Linked DNA regions of Mus musculus: all the other regions are linked to region 2. A link is a contact called in public Hi-C data. All regions are on one chromosome and are shown on one strand. Each heading gives the region's core, a stretch centred on a gene start, on an enhancer-like site or on the middle of the called end of the contact. The rest is flanking DNA. Distances are from core to core; before and after follow the strand shown.

Region 1 (4,573 bases), core at 593-3,092, 260 kb before region 2:
TCTGGAATCCTCAGCTTTTCTGACCAAGATCTGACTGCTGAGTCTTAATCAATCTTCCTAACTTCCATCCCATAACAGCTAGAATCATTAGTTACCGCGTGCCAACTACATGTTACACACCTCCCTCAGGAATTTACAGATGATGAAATGAGCAAGTTTGTGGGGCTGAGGTTTTAGTACTGTCCATTTGGATACTGTTGAGTGCCTGCCTTCATTTCCTCTTTTTATTGTGCATAATTAATATTGAGCAGGTCTTTCTGACGCTAATTGGCCAGAAGTAATTGGCTCAATTACTTCCTGAGGCAAGTCATAGAAACTTAGGAGGATCTCACTGGCAGGCCTTCCTGTTTGCTGAAGAGCAACTTCACCTCACCTCACCAGGGTACTTGACACATAACAAACTAGTCATATTTAAAGTACATGTAGAACTGATTAACATATGTATACTCTTATACTTGTATTGGCATATCTAAGACAGTGAACCCACTTAACACCTCCTGAAGTTTGCTCTTTTTTTTTTCCCTATCTACTTCCCATACCACCCGACCTCCAAGTGGCCACTGGCCTGCTGTCACTGCGTATTGGCACTTTCCAGAGTTTTATATGAATGGAATCATAATGTTTATACCTTTTTGTCTCAGGGTAGGTTTTTTTTCTTTGCATAATGATATGAAATCCATCCACATTGTTGTATATATCAAAAATTTGCTCCCTTTTATTGCAGATAGTAGCATCTCACACAAATGGAACTCATTTGTTAATCCGTTCACTTGCTGACAAACATCTGAGTGATTTCCTACTGTTGTAAACAGTAGTCATTTTGAAAGCATCAGTCCCTAAGACATTGTCCCTCTGGATCCTTGTAACTATGCTACAGTTAGGTGATGACATTCTTACTTGCAGAGGATGAGTTAAAAGTCTATGAAGGTAAATTCACATGGCCAACATCAGACAGTAGCACAGCCAGGATCTGAACTCAGTGCAAACAAGTCAAAGCTATGAGCCTAGAGGGATTCCAGTCCAGCCTGGAAGGACCGGCACTTGATGTTAGAAACCAAACATGATAAGCCCAGAAATTGAAGTCAGTGTGGGTCTTCCCTCTATAGCTCCCTGAGAGGTAGAAATTCACTATGGTACATAAAGTAAAATCATAAGGCTGGGAGTGTCCTATTGCATCTGGAAAGGAGTCACCTAGACTAATGACATGTGCATAATGTGTACCTAATAAACAACAATTGAAGGAATGAATGGTTAAATGCTTGAGTGGATGGATAAGTGAACAGGGAGAGAGGTAGAAAGATGAGGAAGGAAGGTAGTTATCTGATGATTTGATGGTGGATTCATCTAGCTATCCCATAGTTACTAAAAATATCTCCCAAGTCCTAAGATTGAGCAGGTCATCTTGAGAATAAGTCAGCTTTCTTCCCAGCTCAGTTAGCAGAGAGTGTGTGTACTGTGAAACCACATAGGGAAGTCCAAGTCCTGGGGCCCACACTTACTCCTTGGCATCTGAGGATGCATTCATGGAGAAGGCTAGAGCTATTTGTATTGAGAGCTGAGAACTCCAACAGCAAGCTCCATCCTGCCCTTGCAAATGCTCCTTGGCTTCCCCAGGCCTCACATTCTGTCCATGAGCTTTGACAAGTCCCTGCTGGTGGAAGCCACGTTGTTGCTGACTTCATCTGGCAGAGGCCCTGAAGCCTGGGAACCCAGGTTCTAGCCTCATCTCTGAAAACTCTGTTGAAGACAAATTTATTAACAGGCTGTTGTGTTAAATGCTGCACATGCATGCATATTTCCCATCTTCATCCAATGACATCAGGGCCTCTCTGGAGCCAAGATAAACAAGCACTGCTCACATGACAAATTTCCTGAGAACTACGGAGGAGATTTCTTAGCAGCCTCCTCCTGTTTCTTTCTTGCCTCCCTTACCCCGTACATCCCTGGAACCACACTGAGAACATTGGGGTGAGTGACAGCGAAGCTTAAGCAGGAACTACAGCTTTGGGGAGAACAGAATCTACCAGTTCAGTTGCAGAAGCACACAGCTCACTAGAGCCATGGCATTTCATCTGGAGCTCAGCGTGTACTACTGGAGTAATGAGATGAAAACACCATTCTAGAGGTGGTTGGCAAGTCTAATGATAATTTTTACAGAGGTTTAACACATCGGTATCCTTAAGTAGGCTGTCCCCTGCACAAGGGTAGACACACTGTGTCTTTATCCATGCCTTCCTTTAGTGAATAGGATAGTGCTAGGAAGATAGTTGTCACTAAGCATGTATGTCCCAGATGACTTCTAACAGACAAATACCCCTTTTATTGTCTGCTCCGGCTTCTAAAGTATGAACCTATTATACGGGGTTCTATGTTTTCTTCTTCACCACTATAGGCTCAAAGCCCAACATCAAATGCATGTTTACCATCATTAACCAGTCCCTGCTGATGTCCAGAAATATGACTATACCAGGAACAGAAGAACATGACGAGGAGTAAGGATGGGATGAGAGATGGCGGAGAGCCAAAGAAGATAAGACATTGACAATGGGGACAAGTCTTGGAAGGGTGGACTGCGCTACTTCCTGTAATGATGGGAGGGCTGAGCTGCTTCCTGTAGTGATGGGAATATTTCTTAGTCACCAAGGTCAACCCGAGCTTAGGGGAGATTTCCAGCCCACAGAGATGAAGCTGGTTGAAGGTACACTGTTCTACTCTTTCACTACACCTGATCTCCTGGGTGGAGCACCCAGGGAGCGGCAGAGTGGAGGATAAAAGCCCAGTGTCTTGGGATGAGGCAAGACAGATAGGAGATTGTAGATCTGGTTCTTGGCTTACCAGCTTCTTGTTCTATTTGAATCTCAACATTTATGAGGGGGCATTAAATACAGTTGTTTGTTCATGCAACAGCTGATTATTGATGGTAAACATGAACCTGATGTTGGGCTGAGAGCTTATAGTGGTGAAGAAGAAAACATAGAACCCCGTATAATAGGCTTGTACTTTAGAAGGCAGAGCAGATGATAAAAAGGATATTTGTCTGCTATAAGTTCAGCATGTGGCAGTTGCTATTTAGGACTCCCATAGCCCACTCTGAGTAAGTGTTCTTAGCTGTTCTACTCCCATATACCACAGAAACATCCCGGCACTAGAGAGTAAACATACAAAGCAGTGAGGCCTCTTAACCCTTGTGCCTAAGGATGCCTTGATCTCTTTTCACTTCTCTCCAAATTATCCATCAATGTTCTCCTCAAATGCTTTTGTATAAAGTAAGTGCCAGTCTCATTTCATTTCTAAACTTCACTCAAAGGAACATACAAACTAGGTTGGTGTTGCGAAGCAGATAGATATCTTCATGTCACTCAGCAGCGTCTCAACAGCTACTTCCTGAGAGATCAGGCCAAATGAGCCAACTTTTCAACACTCAGGACCATACTCAGGACACTGGAATCAGTTCCTAGTCTTATATAGATAGTTTGAATAAGGCTCAAGTGAAACGTGGACTGCTGTCTGACACTATTATTCACTATTATGGATATTATCACACTTTCTTAAAGACTAATAAGCTGGACTTATTTTTATCATGTATTTGTTTCTTAATTTTCCACCATCATTCTTACAACTACAGTACAGTAGACACTTTAATGATCTTTTTCAGTTGTTTTATCCCCAGTGCTCGAACAAAAGCTAAGGCATACTTAGTATATAATAAATATCTGCTAAAGAAGTAAATTAATAAATAAATGCCTGATAGCCATGTCTATTCTACATTATTTTGTGGGAAATGCTTCCATTTAATTTTTTTTACACATTCATTAGGGAGGAACATTGAGTAATATGGTCCCAGTGAGCGCACTGACCAGCCATTTAAGACAATGGCTACACAGGGTAAAATGAGGAGCCAGACAGATGCTTCCTGCTGACCTATTGATTTTCCTTCCACCCAGAAAGGTACGTAAAAAACTCTTCTTCATGGGCAGACACCTTGGTAGAATGTTCTAGAGACTGGTTCCTGAGGGCTTCTAGGGTATGAAGCCAAGACCGCAAGATCACAAGCACCAAGGAAGGTGTACGGTGGCTTTCATTTCTTAAGTGGATGGTCCTGAAGCTTGCCTGCTGCCCTGGATAATCCAGAACCATGTGGCTCTGCCTGGGCCCTTGTCAAGCAGCTCAGACCCAGCAGGGGTCAGGGAAAATGGTGAGCATTAAGTTGTGCAGTCATAGGAGTCAGACATATCTCCGGCAAGCAGACAATCCGGGAAAAGAGGCTTTAGGTAGATTAATATACGCAAACATTTAATTTCACTTAAACATTTAAGATGACCAGCTTTCTGATTCTGCTCTCCCAAAACAAAGACTTGGTGGGCTTCCCATTCTGAAAGAAGAGAGCACATGCAGTTACCAAACATTAAAAACCCCTGATCCTCCAAGCAGATGCAGACAGCTCTGTCTCTTCACCTTGTGTGTGTGTGTCTGTGTGTGTGTGTGTGTGTGTGTAGTGTGCTGTATGTGTAGAGTAGTGTGTACATGTGTGTGTCTGTGTGTGTGTGTGTGTGTGTGTGTGTGTAGTGTGCTG
Region 2 (4,267 bases), core at 523-3,022:
CCCCAAGTCTGTGCTCATTGCCCTGAAACAAAGGCAGAGAGCCTGCCAGGCTCATCTGAGGTGGGAACAAAAGCACTTCATCTCTGAAGAAACCAGCTGGGGGTTTCCTTCCTTATCATGGAATGCCCAGCATGCACCAGTGCTATAGGAAACTAGAGATGTGCAGAGGTGGTGGTGGTTAGGGGTAGGGGGTCACAAATAACTTTTCTCTGTTGTATCCAAAACAGTCTCCTTCAAAGGACCCTGCGAGTGGGAGGAAGGATGCTTTAATCCAAGAATGATGCTGGCCAACTGTCCACTGTACTCACTTTTTCCTTTTCATCAAGATGACAGGGAGGGAACTCACCTTTATATCACCAAGCGGAGTCTGTAAACCCACACCCCAACTTCCCTCAATCACCGCCCTACCAGTCAGATGCAGTGGGAGGGTACCCGGATCCCTCCACTCCCAAACAAAATCATTGCAAGCCAGCTGAGGCTGCCTGAAAATCAACATTCGAGGCACATTAATAAGAAACATCTGGCTACGGGAAGAGGTTGACACAGCACAGGCAGGCAGTGGTGGATTTGTGGTTGGGACCCAGAGTTACAAGGACTGAACTGAAAGCACAATCGGAGAACACCAGTTCGTCTAGGCAATCCTCCACCCACTGCACCACGGAGCCTAGCAACACCGCCATGCTCCGGGTTTGAATTGTTTGGGGCAGAGTTACCTAGAGACTTCCCACTTAAAGCTCTGGCATCAGGAAAATGCATCTCCTGCATCCTCCAGTGTCTGGCCACCACTTCCACCTTCAATATTTGTAGCAGATGTAGCTGGGCTCTTAAAGGAACAGTGTTTGCATTCTTTCCATGTGACTTACAGGATAGACTTAAAAGGGGGAAAGTGTATTTATTTTTCTTCCCTAGTGTTGTGTGTTTAAGACCATCCTACCTCCATTTGTGCAAGGCGAACCCGGGACACTGGTCACCACAGGCGTTACATGGCTGGCCTCTCTCAATCCGACCCAGTCCAGTCAACTTCAAAACAAAAAGACAACACAAGCGTGTCCACCACCAGGGCTCCCCTCAAAGCCCCACTTGTATCCTAGGCAGGAAGGCCTGCCCCTCCCACCCCGCCTCTGTGATTGGACTCAACTGTTTTCTGATGTTGGGGACTTGGGACCAGATTCTCCCACCTGGAGAAGGGCATGTGATTCCAGGTGGGCTGTCTATATAGAGAGCATGGGCACCAAACCACCAAGAAATGGCTTGGCTGGGGCTTTGTCTCCCCCAGACACCTTGGTCACCGGTTTCTAAGAAACAAAAGCAAGACCTTTCCGTTCCCTGGAGTTGCGGGGACCACCTGGTGGCTGTCCTGGACTAAGCCAGGGTTCCCTAGAAGAGGGTAGCTGGGACGCCCAAAAGCCAGTCCCAGGTCCTGTTTCTCAGCTGGGGTTCCCATATTCCTTACGAGAAGAGGAAAAGAAAAAGGTTCACCCGCGGTGCCCTGAACTATGGCATTTAGGGTCCAGGTCCCTGGTGGCACTGTCGCCCGGCCTGGGGTAGGGCCCAGCCCCTCGCGCGCCCGCGGGGCCAGCTTACCTGGGGCCACAGGTGCGCGGCCGCGGGGTGGAGAGGGGCTGGGCCCGGGCGCTGGCTGCCGGCGGTGGGGACCGGGCGGGCGGCTCCGCTCGGGTGGAGGACACTCACCGAGCGGCGGGACAGTCTTTTCCGCGAGCTCCGGCTGAACATGGCCGGGCGCTTCCCGCACGCAGCGCTGTCGGTTGAATGTGTCCGCGCTGCAGCCGCCGGGAGGGCGGGTGGACTGGGCTGGTGCGGTCGTCAGCCGGGCGGTCTCCGCCTAGCTGTCCCGCCTGGTTCGGGAGAGCACGTTTCCCCTCCTCCCTTCCCTCTGCAGCTCGCTCCCCGCCTGCTGGTCCCTCCCCTCTCGGCGAGCTCCCCGCCCTCCCCCAGCCAGTCCCATCCTCTCTGGCACCAGCTGAGGCCACTTTCTCTTTTCTCCTGCTTCCTTGCCCTCTGGGGAGAACTCTTTGGCTGGCCCAGCCCCTAAAAGCTCTTCCGCTCACTCTGGTCCCTGAAGTTAGGAGGCAGGGGACACTTCACAGACATCGGGAGGAGATGCAAAGATGAGAGATTTTCACATTAAATTTAAACATTTAAACTCTTCTTCCACTGTGTATTAATGATCTCTCAAAATTTGTTAAACTTGTGTGCTTATCAATATATGTGTCTAATATAAATGTATGCATATAAATGTATGTATCTATATGCAGACAGACAGACAGACAGACAGACAGACAGACAGACAGACAGATAGATAGATAGATAGATAGATCGATAGATGGGTGTGGGAGTGTCTTACTATGTAGCCCTGGCTGGACTATGTAGAACACACTGGTCTTTAACTCACAAATACTGGCCTGCCTCTGGCTTTTGAGTACTGGGATTAAAGTCATGTACCACCATTACCTGCCCTCTTATCAATCCCTTAAAAATAAATAAATAAATAAATAAATAAAGATGTAACAGAAGACTTTATCTTATAGCATGGTTGAAGGATGAGTCAGGTCATGTGCAGTGGTTGTAACTGGCACAAACTCAGGACTGATGCAAGATTAGAGATGGAAAACAAGGATGTTGTTCTAACAGGCAAGACTATGGTGTCCACTAGTCATTGATACATCCGCTCAAATAGCACTTCCCCTGAACTCTCTCCACCACCCACTAAGCCATCCCTTACACATTCATGACATACAAATCATGTGTTGACATCTGTTCTCAACCAAACCCAAATGACAGAAGGGCCCTGTCTTCTTTGCTTAGGCACATATGTAGGTTTGTATACTCTGGATACTCCTGCAAGTCAAAAGAAGACAATTTGTCATCACTGAGAAGAAGATGGTCATCTTCTGGCTTAGCATTTTATATCTGGGCCATTGAAGTTGAATGAAGAGAAGCCATCTCCACCTGGGATAACCCAGCAAATGGGGGGCGGGGGGCAAGATACCTATCTATCAAAATCAAAGGAATAGCCAGATGCAACTCAGACACCCCCTTCTTCATCAGAACAAGCTGTCCACGTTCACCAATAAGACAACGAAGTTTAGTTTGGTTCTAAGGAGAGGCATGTAAGGCCTTTGCCTCAGGAGCACAATTTACAGAGAATAAATTCAGCAATTAAGACAAATATTTATGTACTGTGATCAAAGAATCAAAATCAATACCAGATATATCTGCTGAATCCTGCCTTATCCTGCCCTGCCTCGCCCACCTCACCATCCTTCCTTCCCTTATAAAAATGCTCTGAGAGCCAGAGGGCTATGGTGAGAGATCAGCTGGTGGCATGCTTCTTCTTCAAGTATGAAGCCTGCGTTTGAGCCTCAGAACCCACATTTCAAAACAGAAAGAAAACAAAAGCTAGGCATGGTGGAAAACACATGTAAACTCAGAGCTGGGGATGTGGAAACAGGAAGATCTTTGGGGCTCACTGTTCTGCTGGTCTAGCCTACTTGGTGAGCTCCAGACCAATGAAAGGCCCCATCTCAAAACAAAACAAAACAAAACCCTAACGACGACTAAGTGGATAACCCCCGAGAGAGCAGAGCACCTGCACACACTTAAACATATACACGCAAAGTGTTCTGAAATTCAGACACTAAATAAGGACTGAGGTAAGTGGTGACCACCCACTATCGTCTTTGGTGGCAGTTGTAGAGAATAAGCCATGGCGTATAGAGTGATGTTGTCTTCTGATCATAACAGAACCACTGCACTCACGAATGCACAGAAGCTGAAGTTGTCTGCACAAGATCAAGCCATCAATATTCCAACCAATGTGCAGAAGGGAGGGCTGCCTGATCTCCTCACCCTTAACTGGGGAGCTACTGACACTCGGTGGCATCCAGGGGGAGAGAGAGAACCAATTTTCTTTAAGGGTATGCCCTCTGGTGGATCTAGCAGGATCCAGTGAGTGCCCCATACCTAAGAATGGTATATGGGGAATACAGAGTAGGAGAAGGTGGGAGCGTGGGGTGATCAGGGTTGAAATAGAGGCATGCACATATTAAATCATAAAACTAATAAGGCAATAGCTTCAGGTTTTTGGGGTTTTGGTTTGTTTGTTTGTTTGTTTGTTTGTTTTTTGGCAGGGGGAGGGTCAGGATAGGATAGTAATGGAAACTTCTCAGGGCAAGATGCTCACTGGATCCTCTCGAAGAGTTACTGTACTCTCATGTCTGCCCCGTAGGAAAAGGTCATGGGGAAC
Region 3 (4,060 bases), core at 182-2,681, 420 kb before region 2:
ACAGTCTCCTTGCCTGCTTTCAGAACAAGATGCAGAACTCTCAGCTCCTTCTACCGCACTGTGTCTGTCTGCTTCCTGCCAGGATGATAATGGACTGAACCTCTGAAACTGTATGCCAGCCCCAGTTAAATGTTGTCTTTTACAAGAGTTGCCTTGGTCATAGTTAGTGTTTCTTCATAGCAATGAAACCCAAATGGAGACACTGGCATTACTAATTTCTTACTGTACTGACCTGTGAATGGGAACACAAGGATCCCGGGCTGTGTGATGTAACTTGTTTATAGCACTGAACGAATGGAGAACCCAAATGCCCTCAAATGAGGTGATGGTAAACTGGCATAACTCCAAGTGGAATGCTGTAGAGCAGTGTTTCTCAACCTGTGGGTCACGACCCTTTGGAGCCAAATGACACTTTCACAGGGGTTGCATATCAGATAAACTGCATATCAGATATTTATACTACGATTCATAACAGTGTCAGAATTACAGTTATGAAGTTAGCAATGAAAATAACTATGGTTGGGGGTCACCACAACATGAGGAGCTGTATTAAAGAGTTTCACATTAGGAAGGTTGAGAACGCTGCTGTAGAGGCATCGATGAGCCAAAGCAAGGGCCATATCCCCTGATGCGCCCATCCTGCCACCTCATTGGTACAGATTTGAGTATTTACTACACCCCAAAGACTATTCTAGGCTACGAGATGGGAGAAAGGTCAAATGCCAACATCCCTGAAGAATCTCTGTAAAACATGTGAATGAGTATAGTATAACTATGCAGATAAGCCCTTTGGATTGCACACAGAGGGGAATACCCAGGGACAGCAGAAAGCCAGTATAGCAAGGCTTGTTGTAGTCAATAAAGAGCATAGAAGGACAGTGTGGCCTGAGTGGAGGAGGAATGAGTAAAGCTGGATGAGACAGGTCCTGTGGTGCTTTATGGCTCACATGGCATGTACACATGGTCCATATGGTAGGCACTGTCCTTCACCACAGACTCCATCACTCGCTGCCATGAGCTTCCCATATAGGGTATGCAAACTGGCTCACACAGGGAGACACCAGCCTTGGCATCTTCAATAAAATGGGACTCTAATTTTATATGTTGCTCACGGGAGGACAAATGAACAGGTGAGTGAGAGAGAGAAGGTGGAATCTGGGCACAGCCATATCCTGAACTAAGCTGTAAAAGTGAGATTCTCAAGTGAGCCAGCAGAGGGCACGATTGGACTTTGGAACAAGCCTGGGCTGAAGTAGAAAGCAACCTGATATTTGTCCTCTGAAATTGAAAAATACCCCTTTTCCTAAGATGAGGAAAACAGGGAGATGGGTTGGGATGGTAGGAGCGAAGATTGCCTCACATGCATCAATGCTCTTAGACCTCTGCTATGTGCATCTAGCTAGCATCTAAGTGCTGACAGGGAAGCAGGCTGACCCATTCTCAGTGGGAACAAGGAGTAGATGTAGTCAGAGCTGAGAGGTAAGGGTGGAGATCTTCAGGGACACCTGCATGCTTAGAAACGGGCCAAGAGTCTACAGCCAGAACACCCTGAACCGTGTCTGACTTTAGAAGATAAGCAGAATCAGGCCTTGGATGGGAGAAAGTGGGAAGGGGAAGTCACACAAATGCAGAAGAGAGCTGCCACTGAGGAAGTCCCACCCAACACAGAACAGCTGAATGGGGGAAGATGGTGTAGGGTGACCACAGGTCAATGAGGGAAGTAACAGAGCCTTCAACGTGGACAAGACTGAGATCAATAGCCCAGATGGGGCAGGCATATTGACACTTCCAGGGTCAGGGAAGATCGGTTTATGAAGGTAAGTGTTGGGATTTTTTTCCCCCAGGGAGTAGAATAATAAGGTTGATGCATAGCATGCCAAGAGTCTGAGCTTCGAGACAAAGAGCCTCACTGCATTTTGGCATTCAGAAGGGTCTAGAGCCACACAGAGAGAAGACACTCAGGCTGGGCATGGGGTGTCGAAGGACTGCTGCAGAGTCTAGGTGCTGGGAACTCCACATGGTGGAGAAGGGTGGACAGCAAAGATTAGAAATGGTGCTAAAAAACAAAAGTCCCATGGGTGTCCACTGTGATAGGGGGCGAGGGATGGGGCTCATCTGAGGTAGCACTGTCAAGTGCAAGTGGATGGCTAAGGAGCAGGTTAGGGTGCTGGATAAAAAGTGAGTAAAAAAAGGTATTAGGAGTGGATGGATAGGGTTTAACTGACAACCATGATCTTCACTGAAGGCTGTCCAGACTTATTACAGCACCCAAGGAAGTCTACAGGCTGAGGAATATAATTTGACCCAGCAAAGACTCTCTGTTAGAAGTTCCCTTCAAAGAGAAGAGGAACATGGAACCCCTGCACGGAGCAAGCAGTGGTGCCTGAGATGGGTGTCCTTCAACGTACTCTTGACTTCTCTCCCATTGAGGTGGAACACACAGAAGTGGCTAGCTGGACATATTAGAGTTTGCTAGTTAAACAAGACATCCAGATTGCTGTAGTGGTCCTGAAGGTTAGTTTGGTTAGCAGGGAACAAGAAGCTGGGGAAGTATAGAAAGAAACTGGTCAATGATGGTTGCCTTAATCATAGTCCTACGATGGGCGCCCAACCCACAGCCAAGAGTCTGACTCAGGTGTCACTCGATGAACTGATGAGGGCCTAAATCAAGGGTAGACTTTTCTGTGAGGAGACATGGGTTAGTGATGGGGATACCCTAAAAGGCAAGAATGGGGACAGAGATAGAGTGAGGAATCCGCTAAAGAGTCAGGCACCCCCATATTTTGAGAAGCTCCTTGGACAACAGAACTTTAGAAGTCATGAGAGTGAATGGCCTGTTTCTTTCTTTTGATTTACAGCCTGTGAACAACTCAAGTGTTTCCCAGGTCTCATGCCCAGCAGGTCTGATCATAAATGTGCATATTCATAAAGACTGAACCCAGAGGCAGGGGAGGCTCTTCTTATCCCCCCTGGTATGGTGCTTGCAGCTCACAGCACATGGCACTGTAAGGCCCTTTCTGACCCTTGACCAGCAACAGGTCAGTATCTGTTCTGAGTAGGACACCATAGAATAGGATTTGGATTCAAACATCTGGATCTATATCCCATGAGTCTAATCATGATGCCTTGTTTCCTGTTATCACACATTAACCACACACCCCTCCATAACAAACTTCCATCACTCCCCACCCCACCCCCGTGTTGTACTACCAATTCTCCTCCTCCTCTGTGTGTGTGTGTTTTTTTGTTTGTTTGTTTGTTTGTTTTTTGGTTTTGTTTTTTTTTTTTTTTTGAGACAGGGTCTCTCTATGTAGCCCAGGCTGTCCTAGAACTTGCTCTGTAGACCAGGCTGGTCTTGAACTCAGATCTGCCTGCCTCTGCCTCCCAAGTGCTGGGATTAAAGGTATGCATCATTACCACTGGCTTATATTTACTTCTGAAGAAATCTTCACTACTTCTTCTGAATTGTTGGCTTTCTTTCTTTTTTTTTTTAACAGAAAATTACATCCTATTCTGCCTTTTATTGTTGTTGTTAATACTCTTTGCTAATATCTTGAAATGACTATTTCTGTGACTTTTAATAGAAACTTAATTTAAATTGTGTTCAAGCTGTCTTTTAAAACTTAATCACTCAAGTTACAAAAACTGAGAACATCTATCACTCTCCCTACCCCCACCCTGCCTCACACCATCCTCAAGGCAATTGTGCCAGGTCATGTAGTCTCTTTCTAGATTCCTCTGGTGTGTTCCCCACGTGCCTCCTAAATCTTTGTTTTCATTTTAGTAGAAGCTGGAACACTCCTTACTCTAGCCAGAGCTTTTGAAAAACTACTTAATGGGTCTCAAGACCTCCATCCATCCCATTAAACTACCACTCTGGGGGTCTTGGATGGGGATGATCATCTGGGGGTACCACTGAGTTCATTTTGTGGGCTAGACAAAGAATTATACATCTTAGAAACAAGACTCATGCAGGGAAATAAAAGCCAATGGGAAGCTGGAGTGACAGGTGAAGAGGGAGTCACAGATGCTGACTGTGAAGGTGGCTACCATCCAAGAG

The links. A called contact is a pair of places that touch in the nucleus more often than the background predicts.
Region 1: a Hi-C map of uterus shows a contact between it and region 2, with 3 times the contacts expected there. The contact joins the enhancer-like site here to the promoter of Prickle2 in region 2. A contact is called at or near these places in 2 of 39 promoter capture datasets (cranial neural crest and embryonic stem cells), 2 of 484 Hi-C or Micro-C datasets (nephron progenitors and uterus), 1 of 115 datasets of contacts at active chromatin or transcription factors (embryonic midbrain) and 1 of 9 other capture datasets (embryonic stem cells).
Region 3: a Hi-C map of cortical neurons shows a contact between it and region 2. The contact joins the enhancer-like site here to the promoter of Prickle2 in region 2. A contact is called at or near these places in 6 of 39 promoter capture datasets (the 3T3-L1 cell line, Sertoli cells, cranial neural crest and 3 more), 1 of 15 datasets of contacts at CTCF or cohesin (stem cell-derived epiblast-like cells), 10 of 484 Hi-C or Micro-C datasets (the N1E-115 cell line, cerebellar granule neurons, cerebellum and 6 more), 9 of 115 datasets of contacts at active chromatin or transcription factors (craniofacial prominence, embryonic basal ganglia, embryonic forebrain and 6 more) and 2 of 9 other capture datasets (adipose tissue and embryonic stem cells).

The regions. Positions count from the first base shown.
Region 1 is chr6:92,445,104-92,449,676 of GRCm38.p6, forward strand. The region is part of intron 3 of Prickle2 (prickle planar cell polarity protein 2); the gene reads right to left. Among named protein-coding and RNA genes, the nearest start is that of Gm38862, 43 kb to the left of the region's middle. Within about 2 kb of position 1,843, at least 19 of the 459 cell types and tissues checked have an H3K27ac peak or open chromatin away from gene starts, as enhancers often do. A contact at or near this core is called in uterus, where this site is marked.
Region 2 is chr6:92,704,412-92,708,678 of GRCm38.p6, forward strand. It overlaps Prickle2 (prickle planar cell polarity protein 2), which reads right to left and starts at 1,773. Exons shown (of 9, transcript NM_001081146.2): 1 at 1,693-1,773; 2 at 935-1,020. The coding sequence starts at 1,734.
Region 3 is chr6:92,285,475-92,289,534 of GRCm38.p6, forward strand. Gm30688 (a long non-coding RNA gene) reads left to right here. Exons shown (of 5, transcript XR_001785327.2): 2 at 2,859-3,005. Among named protein-coding and RNA genes, the nearest start is that of Gm30688, 18 kb to the left of the region's middle. Within about 2 kb of position 1,432, at least 14 of the 459 cell types and tissues checked have an H3K27ac peak or open chromatin away from gene starts, as enhancers often do. A contact at or near this core is called in cortical neurons, where this site is marked.